Regions from separate parts of the Callithrix jacchus genome. Here region 2 is linked to region 1. Evidence: chromatin contacts called from public Hi-C data. All regions are on one chromosome and are shown on one strand. Each heading gives the region's core, a stretch centred on a gene start, on an enhancer-like site or on the middle of the called end of the contact. The rest is flanking DNA. Distances are from core to core; before and after follow the strand shown.

Region 1 (4,995 bases), core at 1,441-3,940:
GCTGGGATTACAGGCACGCACCACCACGCCCAGCTAATTTTTGTATTTTTAGTAGAGACGGGGTTTCACCATGTTGACCAGGATGGTCTCGATCTCTTGACCTTGTGATCCGCCCACCTCGGCCTCCCAAAGTGCTGGGATTACAGGCGTGAGCCACCGTGCCCGGCCTCTCTCTTTTCTTGATCTGGAATCTCCATCTTCTCCTGCCCTTGGACGTGGGCGCTCCCTGTTCTTGGTCCTTTGAACTTTGGGCGTACACCCTTGGCTCTCCTGGTTCTCAGACCTTCAGACTCGGACTGAATCACACCACTGACTTTTCTGGTTCTCCAGCTTGCAGATGACATACTGTGGGTCTTAGCCTCCGTAATCATGTGAGCCAATTTCTATAATAAATCTTCTCTTCGGTGGCTCTGTTTATCCTACTGGTTCTGTGTCGCTGAAGAACCCTGACTAATACAGTATTCCTCAACAGGTTGTAACACATGGAAAGAGACACACTTCTCCACCCCTACACCAATTATGCTGCAGAAGTAAGTGTACTTTGGTACCTCCAGTGGTCAAAAGCTTTGAGACTCAGCAGAGGTGGCTGCAGAGAAAGGGTCCCTTGTAGGCGTGGACAGTGCCCAAGGCAAGCAGTGGTGGTGCTTGGCAGATATGATTGTCCATAGAGGAAGTGGCAGGGATGAATGCCTGGTGTATGTGTCAGTTCTCAGAGGGTGTGGTAGGACTGAAGGGTTGACTGTAAATGCCTGATGAGTGCTGTCAACATCTAATTAAAAAAAGGAATAGAATAGGAGGAAAGGAAGAAAGCGTTTGCTGATTGGACTTTTTTTGTTGTTAAGATGGAGTTTCGGCCGGGCATGGTGGCTCACGCCTGTAATCCCAGCACTTTGGGAGGCCGAGGTGGGTGGATCACAAGGTCAAGAGATTGAGACCATCCTGGTCAACAAGGTGAAACCCCGTCTCTACTAAAAATACAAAAAATTAGCTGGACATGGTGACGCGTGCCTGTGATCTCAGCTACTCAGGAGGCTGAGGCAGGAGAATTGCCTGAACCCAGCAGGCGGAGGTTGTGGTGAGCTGAGATCGCGCCATTGCACTCCAGCCTGGGTAACAAGAGCGAAACTCCATCTCAAAAAGAAAAAAAAAGAAAAAAAAGATGGAGTTTTACTCTTGTTGCCCAGGCTGGAGTGCAATGGTATGATCTCAGCTCACTGCAACCTTTGCCTCCCAGGTTCAAGCGGTTCTCCTGCCTTAGCCTCCCAAGTAGCTGGGACTACAGGTGTCTACCACAACACCCAGCTAATTTTTTGTATTTTTAGTAGAGATGAGGTTTCATCACGTTGGCCAGGCTGCTCTTGAGCTCCTGATCTCTGGAGATCCACCTGCCTCAGCCTCCCAAAATGTTGGTATTACAGGCGTGAACTACTGTACCTGGCCCTGGCCTTTTTTTTTGTTTTTTCCTAAGAGACAGGGTTTTGCTATGTTGCTCAGGCTGGCCTTGTACTCCTGGGCTTAGGACATGCTCCTGCCTCAGCCTTCAGAATAGCTGGGATTACAGGCACATACCATCATGTCTGACCTGACTGGAGTTTTTTTGTACAAGAGGTATGCCCCGTGATGACACAGATAGAGTTGGTGGTCTGAGGGGTGTGTGTATTTGGTTTTCTGTTCTACACTGACAAATGGGGTAAGAACCAATGAAACGCAAGTTACATAGGGTAGGCCTGAACCACTTCTCCAAGATAAGCTGCCCAAATTCCGAGAATACTAGCCCCTGGCAACTCCACATCCTCTCTCACTGTAAAAGTGTAAAAGGTTAGGTTACTCCCCACCCTGTGGAGCATGTGTCTGATTGCCTTCTGAGATGGCACTTCCCTAATCCAAAAGGAAACCTATCCTGGAGCTTACATCCAGCTAATCTTCCTCCACATGGCTGCAAACAGGCAGTCCAGTTTTCTCGTTACTTACACAGAGAGCAGAGACAGATGTTCATGATTCTTCAGGACTCTGTTCTCCCTGCTGTAACAGCCAAAAGCTAAAGCCAAATGAACCTGTTCACAGAGAACAAGCGGTTTTATCTGATCCTTATTATTCTTGCTGTAACTGCAATTGTGGTATTCGGAGTGATTCCCAAAAGAGATTCAGTGAAAATACCCTTGATCAAATTCACAAAGGAACAGCATGTTTCAAGTGGGCGTGTCTGGCTGGAATCTCCCTGAACGGTTCAGTAACAGCACATCAGAAGACTGCTGAATTCTTATTTCCCGTCCAAAAAATAACGAAGTCAATCTGAAATCTGGAAGTGTTCTGAGAGCAGATGGTATTAGCCCAGTAGTAAACAGATTTTTGGCTGCTTCTTTTTTCCCCCACCCGGTAACTATGTTTAATGTGCTAGGAGAAAACCATTTGTTTACAGAATCTTATTATAGAGCAGAAATATACTTGTTCCAGAGAAGAGGAGTTTAAATGGTTCCAAGTCAAATGATGCTAACAGGTGTCACCTGACCAATCCAGGACTTAAAATGGGTTATTATAAATAGGAGTAACACATATTTTTTTGGCTCTTTCTCCCACCTATTATGCAAGGCTGCATTCAGCTGTAATGTTCCTCCTGATTATTTCCAGCAACTTCGGGGTGGCTCACGTGTGCTCATGAACAAGTACTGTCACCTATCACATACAGCCTGTCATTTTCTTGCTCCTGAGCTCTTCTCTGGCTCTTCGTGCTGCTGTCTGCTGCTGAGGCCTGCAGAGATTAGTATAAATGGCAGGTGAGTAATTATTGGATAGTCTTGCTGCTTCTGCCAGGGTCCGTGACACTTCCATTGAAGGAGATGACCTCGCTGGTTCCGTGGATATGCTGAGCTCTGCGAGACGACCCTTGCAGGGAGAATCTCTGTCTCCCCTTCAGGGTTACACGCTGTTGCAGTCAATTGTTAAAGAGCAAACAGTTACTGAGCTTTTGCCCATAGCCCTCTCCCCTACCCGGCCATGCTCTAGGGAAGCAGAATGGGTAGAATGTGAGTGTGGCGGCTATGAGAATGAGCCTCTCAGAACTGACTGCACCGTAATGGAGGTGGGCTTCCCACAGGCTGCTCCCAGTCCGTGACTGAGCATGGGAGGAACACTAAGGCTGACTTATCCCTGGGACACGGGACACCTGTAACAGGAAACTTTGATTTGAGGTTGCCTGATGGCCTTTCAGACTTTGCTTAGCACCGCAGTCTAAGATGCTGCTGCCCCGTCTTCCTGTCTCCGTTCCCTCTTTCCTCTTAGGGTCAGACCTGGGATTGCCGTTTGATGACTGTCTCAGTTTCCCCACTCCCTCCTCTTTTGTCTCAGTCATTTCCCCTAATACGTTTTTCTTTTTTGAAAAAAAATTTATTATGTTTTACTTTTATTATTATTTTTTAAAATTATGCTTCAAGTTCTGGGATACATGTGCAGAATGTGCAGATTTGTTACATAGGAACACAAGTGCCATGGTGGTTTGCTGCACCCACCAACCCGTCATCTACATTAGGTATTTCTCTTAATGCTGTCCCTCCCCTAGCACCACACCCCGAAACAGGCCCCAGTGTGTGATGTTCCCCTCCATGTGTCCATCTTGGCATCTGCTTCTCATGGGACTGAACACAGGGAAAGTGTATCCCCTGCTATGAAAGCATAGTATATTCTCCCTGTTGCTGACCCTTGTGTATCTTTTTTTTTTTTTTTTGAGACAGAGTCTTGCTCTGTCACCCAGGCTGGAGTGCAGTGGCGCCACCTTGGCTTACTGCAACCTCTGCCTCCTGGGTTCAAGCATTTCTCCTGCCTCAGCCTCCCAAGTAGTTGGGACTACAGGTGTGTACCACCACGCCTGGCTGATTTTTTTGTTTTGTTTTGTATTTTTAGTAGAGGTGGGATTTCACCACATTGACCAGGCTGGTCTGGAATGCCTGACTTTAGACGATCTGCCCACCTTGGCCTCTCGAAGTTCTGGGATTACAGGTGTGAGCCACCACACCTGGCCCCATGTGTGATTCATTTCTTGATTTTTGATTCATTTCCCTTCACAGGAGTTTCTCTCCTGGGATGCTCTGAGGTCCATGTATGAACAGCTGTGATGCTGACCTTGACTTCCCCACTAATGTCTGCCATGCTTAGACACGCCTGGATGTCAGCAGGGATGTGAAGTGATGGAGGCTCAACCTGCTCCTGCTATGCAGTTTGGAGCATCTACTCTGCTTCTTCACTGGTTCGGGGCACAGCTACACAGACAAACAAAAATTACAACAATTGTGCCTTTGAATTTCAAATTTAGTTAGTGAGACAAAAATCACATGTGCCACAAGTGGATAATGACACAGGTAATAATCATCTATATTTTCAACACGGATTTATTGATCACCTGCCAGGGTTCAGTGTGAAACCAGAAGCTAAATTTTAGGGCATTCTTTTTTAGAATAGGGCATTGCAGAGGTCTCTGAACCGGGGAAAAGCGGTCTCCTAATGTGGAAAAACAGACAAACAAAGCACACTTTTAATTTCTCTTGCTTCGTGCCTCATATTCTATTTATTTATTTTTTGAGACGGAGTCTCGCTCTGTCACCAGGCTGGAGTACAGCGGTGCTATCTCGGCTCACGGCAACTTCTGCCTCCAGGGTTCAAGCGATTCTTGTGCCTCGGCCTCCTGAGTGACTCAGACTACAGGCACCTGCCACTATGCCTGGCTAATTTTTGTATTTTGTGTAGAGATGGGGTTTCACCATGTTGGCAAGACTGATCTCAAAACCCTGACTGCAAGTGATCCGCCTGCCTCAGCCTCCCAAAGTGCTTGGATTACAGGTGTGAGCCACTGCACCTGGCCTCGTATTTTAAAATGTTTATGTTAGTGTGCTGTAAACATGCATGATAAATTAGTACAATCGCACCTGCATATAGTCTGTTAAGACACATACATTTTCTGTCAGTGATTGTGGTAAACTTTTTTATCCATAAAGGCGCACAATC
Region 2 (4,995 bases), core at 1,552-4,051, 43 kb before region 1:
TGGCCTCCCAAAGTGCTGGGATTACAGGCATTACCACTGTGCCCAGCCCAAAGAAGGACTTTTGAGTACTTACTCTGGCTAGGGTATGTGAAAGATAAATAAGTGAATGAGACTTCAGAAGGTGTAATCTAGAATATATATAGTGTATATCACACACACACACACACACACACACTCCTCTCTCCTCACTGTAGGTATATCACACACACACTCCTCTCTCCTCACTGTAGGTATATAACACACACACACAAACATACACTCCTCTCTCCTCACTGTAGGATGATAAACCCAGTGACTTGGTCTACCTTGTCCATCACCTTGTATCTAGCGCCTGGAACATAACAGGAGCTCATTATTTTTTGGATGAAGAAATGTATAATCTATGCAAAGCAAAATTTAACAACTGCTGTCAGAGAAATGAAAAGTGATGATGGAGTGCAGAAGGGGTAAAAAGTAATATCGAGGCCGGGCGCGGTGGCTCACGCCTGGAATCCCAGCACTTTGGGAGGCTGAAGTGGGTGAATTGTTTGAGCCCAGGGGTTTTAGACCGGCCAGGGCAACATGGTAAAACCTTGTCTCTATAAAAAATATAAAAAACTAGGTGGGTGTAGCGGCACATGCCTGGGAAGTTGACGTGCAGTGAGCCATGATCACACCCTGCTCTGCAGCCTGAGCAACAGAGCGACACCCTGTCTCAAGGAAGAGTCATGAGAAAAGGAACCATTTGAACAGAGGCTTGAGGGAGGGGTGGAATTTTGCATGAAATGTCTTTTTCCATCACTTGAAGCTTATGTGAATCCTTGTGTTAGGCGAGTCTCCTGAAGACAGCAGATAGCTGGTGAGTTCTTATCCGTTCTGGATTCTGTGTCTTTTAAATGGAGCATTTAGGCCGTTTACATTCAATGTTAGTATTGAGAAGCGAGGTACCATCGCATTCAACAAGCCGTTTGTTTCCCGTGTACCTCAGTTTTTAAATTTTTGCTTTTTAAATTATTGTTTCTAGGTCCTGTGAGATTTATGCTCTAAAGATGTTCTGTTTTGATGTGTTTCCAGGATTTGTTTCAAGATTTGGAGCTCCTTTTAGCAGTTCTTGTAGTGGTTCGTGGCTTGTTACTGATGAATTCTCTCAGCATTTGTCTGAAAAAGACTGTATCTTTCCTTCAGATATGATGCTTAGTTTCGCTGGATACAAAATTCTTGATTGATAATTGTTTTGTTTGAGGAGGCTAAAAATAGGGCCCCAATCCCTTCTAGCTTGTAAGGTTTCTGCTGAGAAATCTGCTGTTAATCTGGTAGGTTTTCCTTTACAGGCTACCTGGTGCCTTTGTCTCACAGCTCTTAAGATTCTTTCCTTATCTTCACTGTAGATAACCTGATGACACTGCACCTTGGTGATGAACTTTCTACGATTAATTTCCCAGGTGCTCTTTGTGCTTCTTGTATTTGGATGTCTAGGTCTCTAGTAAGAGTGGGAAGTTTTCCTTATTTCCCCAAATATGTTTTCCAAACTTTTAGATTTCTCTTCTTCCTCAGGAACACTGATTATTCTTAAGTTTGGTCAACATAAACCCAGACTTCTTGGAGGCTTTCATATTTTCTTTTTTTTCTTTCTTTCTTTCTTTTTTTTTTTTTTTTGAGACGGAGTTTCGCTCTTGTTACCCAGGCTGGAGTGCAATGGCGCGATCTCGGCTCACCGCAACCTCCGCCTCCTGGGTTCAGGCAATTCTCCTGCCTCAGCCTCCCGAGCAGCTGGGATTACAGGCACGCGCCACCATGCCCAGCTAATTTTTGTATTTTTAGTAGAGACGGTGTTTCACCATGTTGACCAGGATGGTCTCGATCTCTTGATCTTGTGATCCACCCGCCTCAGCCTCCCAAAGTGCTGGGATTACAGGCGTGAGCCACCGCGCCCGGCCCGGCTTTCATATTTTCTTATTCTCTCTCTTTTTAAATCTTTGTTGGATTGGGTTAATTCAGACCTTCAAGTTCTGAATTTCTTTCTTCTACTTTTTCAATTCTACTGCTGAGACTTTCCAGAGCATTTTGAATTTCTGTAAGTGTGTCCAATGTTACCTGAAGCTTTGATTGCTTTTTCTTTATGTGATTTCCTCAAATATTTCTCCCTTTGCTTCTTGTGCCATGTTTTTGGATTTCCTTGCATTGGAATTCACCTTTGTCTGCTGCCTCCCTGACTAGCTTAATAACTAACCTCCTGAATTCTTTTTCAGGTAAATCAGGGATTTCTTCTTGTTTTGGATCCACTGCTGGTGATCTAGTGTGATTTTTTGGGGGGAGGGGGAGGTGTTAAGGAGCCTTGTTTTGTCATATTATCAGAGTTGGTCTTCTGGTTCCTTCTCAGTCAGGCAGGCTCTGTCTGAGGGAAAGTCTTGGGCTGAAGGCTGTTGTTCAGATTCTTTGGTCCCATGGGGTGTTCCCTTAATATATAGTCTCCCTTTCATATGGATGTGGCTTCCTGTGAGCTGAGCTGCAGTGATTGTTGCTATCTGTCTTCTGGGTCTCGCCACCAGCAAGTCTACCAGGCAGCAGGCTGGTCCTGAGGGATGCCTGCACAGAGTCCTGTGATGTGAACCATCTGTGGGTCTCAGCCGTGCACACCGGCACCTGTTCCGGTGGAGGTGGCAGGCTGGTGAAATGGACTCTGTGAGGGTTCTTAGCCTTGGTGGTTTAACGGTCTATTTTTGTGCTGGTTGGCCTCCTGCCAATCCCTTGGAGGATGTTGGCACGGTCCAGAGAGCATCAGCTGTGGTAGTATGGCGAGGACCTGGTGGTGGGCAGGGCCCTAGAACTCCCAAGAATATTTTCCCTTTGTCTTTAGCTACCAGGGTTGGTCAGGTGGAGGCAGGGCTAGGTGTGTCTGAGCCTAGATTCTCCTTGGGTGGGTCTTGCTGCAGTTGCTGTGAGGCATGGAGGTGAGGCTCCCGGGTCACTGGAGTTGTTACTTAGGAGGATTATGGCTGCCTCTGCTGAGTCATGTAGGTTGTCAGGGAAGTGTGGGAAAGCTGGCAGCCACAGGCCTCACTCAGCTCCCACATAATCCAAAGGGTCGGTCTCACTCCCACTGTGCCCCTCTCAACAGCCCTGAGTCTGTTTCCAGGCAGTGGGTAAGCAGGACTTGAGAACTTGCCCCAGGTTACCCGCCTCCCAGTAGCAAAAGTAAAGGCCTTTGGTTCTTCCTCCACCTGTGGAGTCTGCACACCAGATTTGCACCCTCCCCTGAGTTCTGGCCAGGAGGCTTCTCACAGGGTTCAAATTGTTACAAAGTTCACCCAGGGACTTCCTGCTCCCCGTGGTGTTTTCCTCCTGCACCTCGGTCCACCCTCCTGAAGGATCTTTGTGGTGCCAGGCAGGAGTGCGCTTCTGGGAGACCCAGCGAGCTCCCAGGACCTTTCTTGCTGCTTCCTCTACCCCTGTATTTTGCTTGGCTCTCTAAATTGACTCAGCTCCAGGTATGGTTGGAAAATTCTCTCAGAAACTAGACCTTCAGTTTCCCCAGTGGGGGTGTGTGTTCAGGAGTGGAGGATCTCCCTTTCCCACTTCCACAATTTGGGCACAGTGTTTAGGGTGTCTCCCTGGTCCTGCAGGAGCAGTCTGCTTCCCTCAGAGGGTCCGTGGGTCTTCCTGGGGTTCCTGGTTTGTTCTTGCAGTCCTTCTGCAGCTTAAATTCACCATGCAAGCCTCCATACACTGCTCTGTCCATTCAAGTCACAGCTGCGATCTAGTCCTACCTCCCGTCTGCCATGACGATCATAAGTAGTCAGAAGGTTCTGCACATTTTTAAATGACCGCATCTCACAGGAACTCACTCACTATTGGGAGGACAGTCCCAAGAGGATGATACTAAACCATTTGTGAGAAATATTCTCCCATGACCCCACCACCTTCCACCAGGCCTCCCCTCCAGCACTGGGAACTACAATTCAACATGTGATATAGGTGAGGACACAGATCCAAACCATCCCATACACGCTTCTTATATGACCCTTGAGACCCAGCCTGCTGCCATGTGAACAAGCCTAGACTACCCTGCTGGCTTATGAGAGACACGTGTTAGCAGTAGACAACTCCCAGAACTCTTCAGCTGACTGCAGCCCAAATTGCCAACCCACAAAAACATAAAGTAAATCAATTATGTTGTTTGAAGCCACTGAGCTCTGGGAGAGTTTGTTAAGCAGCAGAAGCTGATTGACATTTGACTACACACTATGCTGCCTCTAGATTATACTTACTTTGTACAACAACAAATCTCATAGATGATTTTGCATGTTGTGTTATTTAATTTTCACAATTACTACATGAGGTGAGACCTAAAAAAAATAGAGATTGTAGGACTTTAACTAGTCCAAGATCAATTGCTAATGAGTAGAAGCAGCAGAGTTAAAATGTATAAAATAGGTTGGGCACGATAGCTCACGCCTGTAATCCCAGCACTCTGGGAGGCTGAGGCGGGCAGATCGCTTGAGGCCAGGAGTTTGAGACCAGCCTGGCCAACACGGTGAAACCCCATCTCTACTGAATACACAAAATTAGCCAGGTGTGGTGGTGCATGTCTGTAGACCCAGCTACTCAGGAGGCTGAAGCACAAGAATTGCTTGAACCCAGGAGGCAGAGGTTGCAGTGAGCTCAGATCATGCCACTGCACTCCAGCCTAGGTGACAGAGAGAGACTCCGTCTCAAAAAAAAAAAAAAAGTCTAAAATTGATAAAATTTCCTAAAAATCATAGGTCAAATGAGAATTCAATCATTGCTGCTAAGGAACAGAGGCTAACAGAATCCAGTTCTGATTCCAGATTTGATGGTGAATAAGCAGAGCTGCTGGCCGTCTCTTCTGGCTCAACTGGGGGATGCCACAGAAATGAGAGAACACTTCTGCCATTTGAAGTACTAACATTACATTCATGAGAAATCTTTGAGGAGATTCAAAGTGATTATGACCTGGTATGAAACGGAAAACTCAGTCTGGGTGGAAGGCCAGGC

What was found. Hi-C and Micro-C count contacts between places; a contact is called where the count stands out from the background.
Region 2: a contact with region 1 is called in a Hi-C map of skeletal muscle, with 5 times the contacts expected there. The contact joins the enhancer-like site here to the promoter of SLN in region 1. A contact is called at or near these places in 2 of 3 Hi-C or Micro-C datasets (both in skeletal muscle).

What each region holds. Positions count from the first base shown.
Region 1 is chr10:7,537,448-7,542,442 of calJac240_pri, reverse strand. It overlaps SLN (sarcolipin), which reads left to right and starts at 2,690. Exons shown (of 4, transcript XR_013523003.1): 1 at 2,690-2,774; 2 at 4,062-4,352.
Region 2 is chr10:7,580,612-7,585,606 of calJac240_pri, reverse strand. All of the region lies in intron 2 of LOC108593706 (a long non-coding RNA gene), which reads right to left. Among named protein-coding and RNA genes, the nearest start is that of SLN, 43 kb to the right of the region's middle. Within about 2 kb of position 2,801, at least 1 of the 16 cell types and tissues checked has an H3K27ac peak or open chromatin away from gene starts, as enhancers often do. A contact at or near this core is called in skeletal muscle, where this site is marked.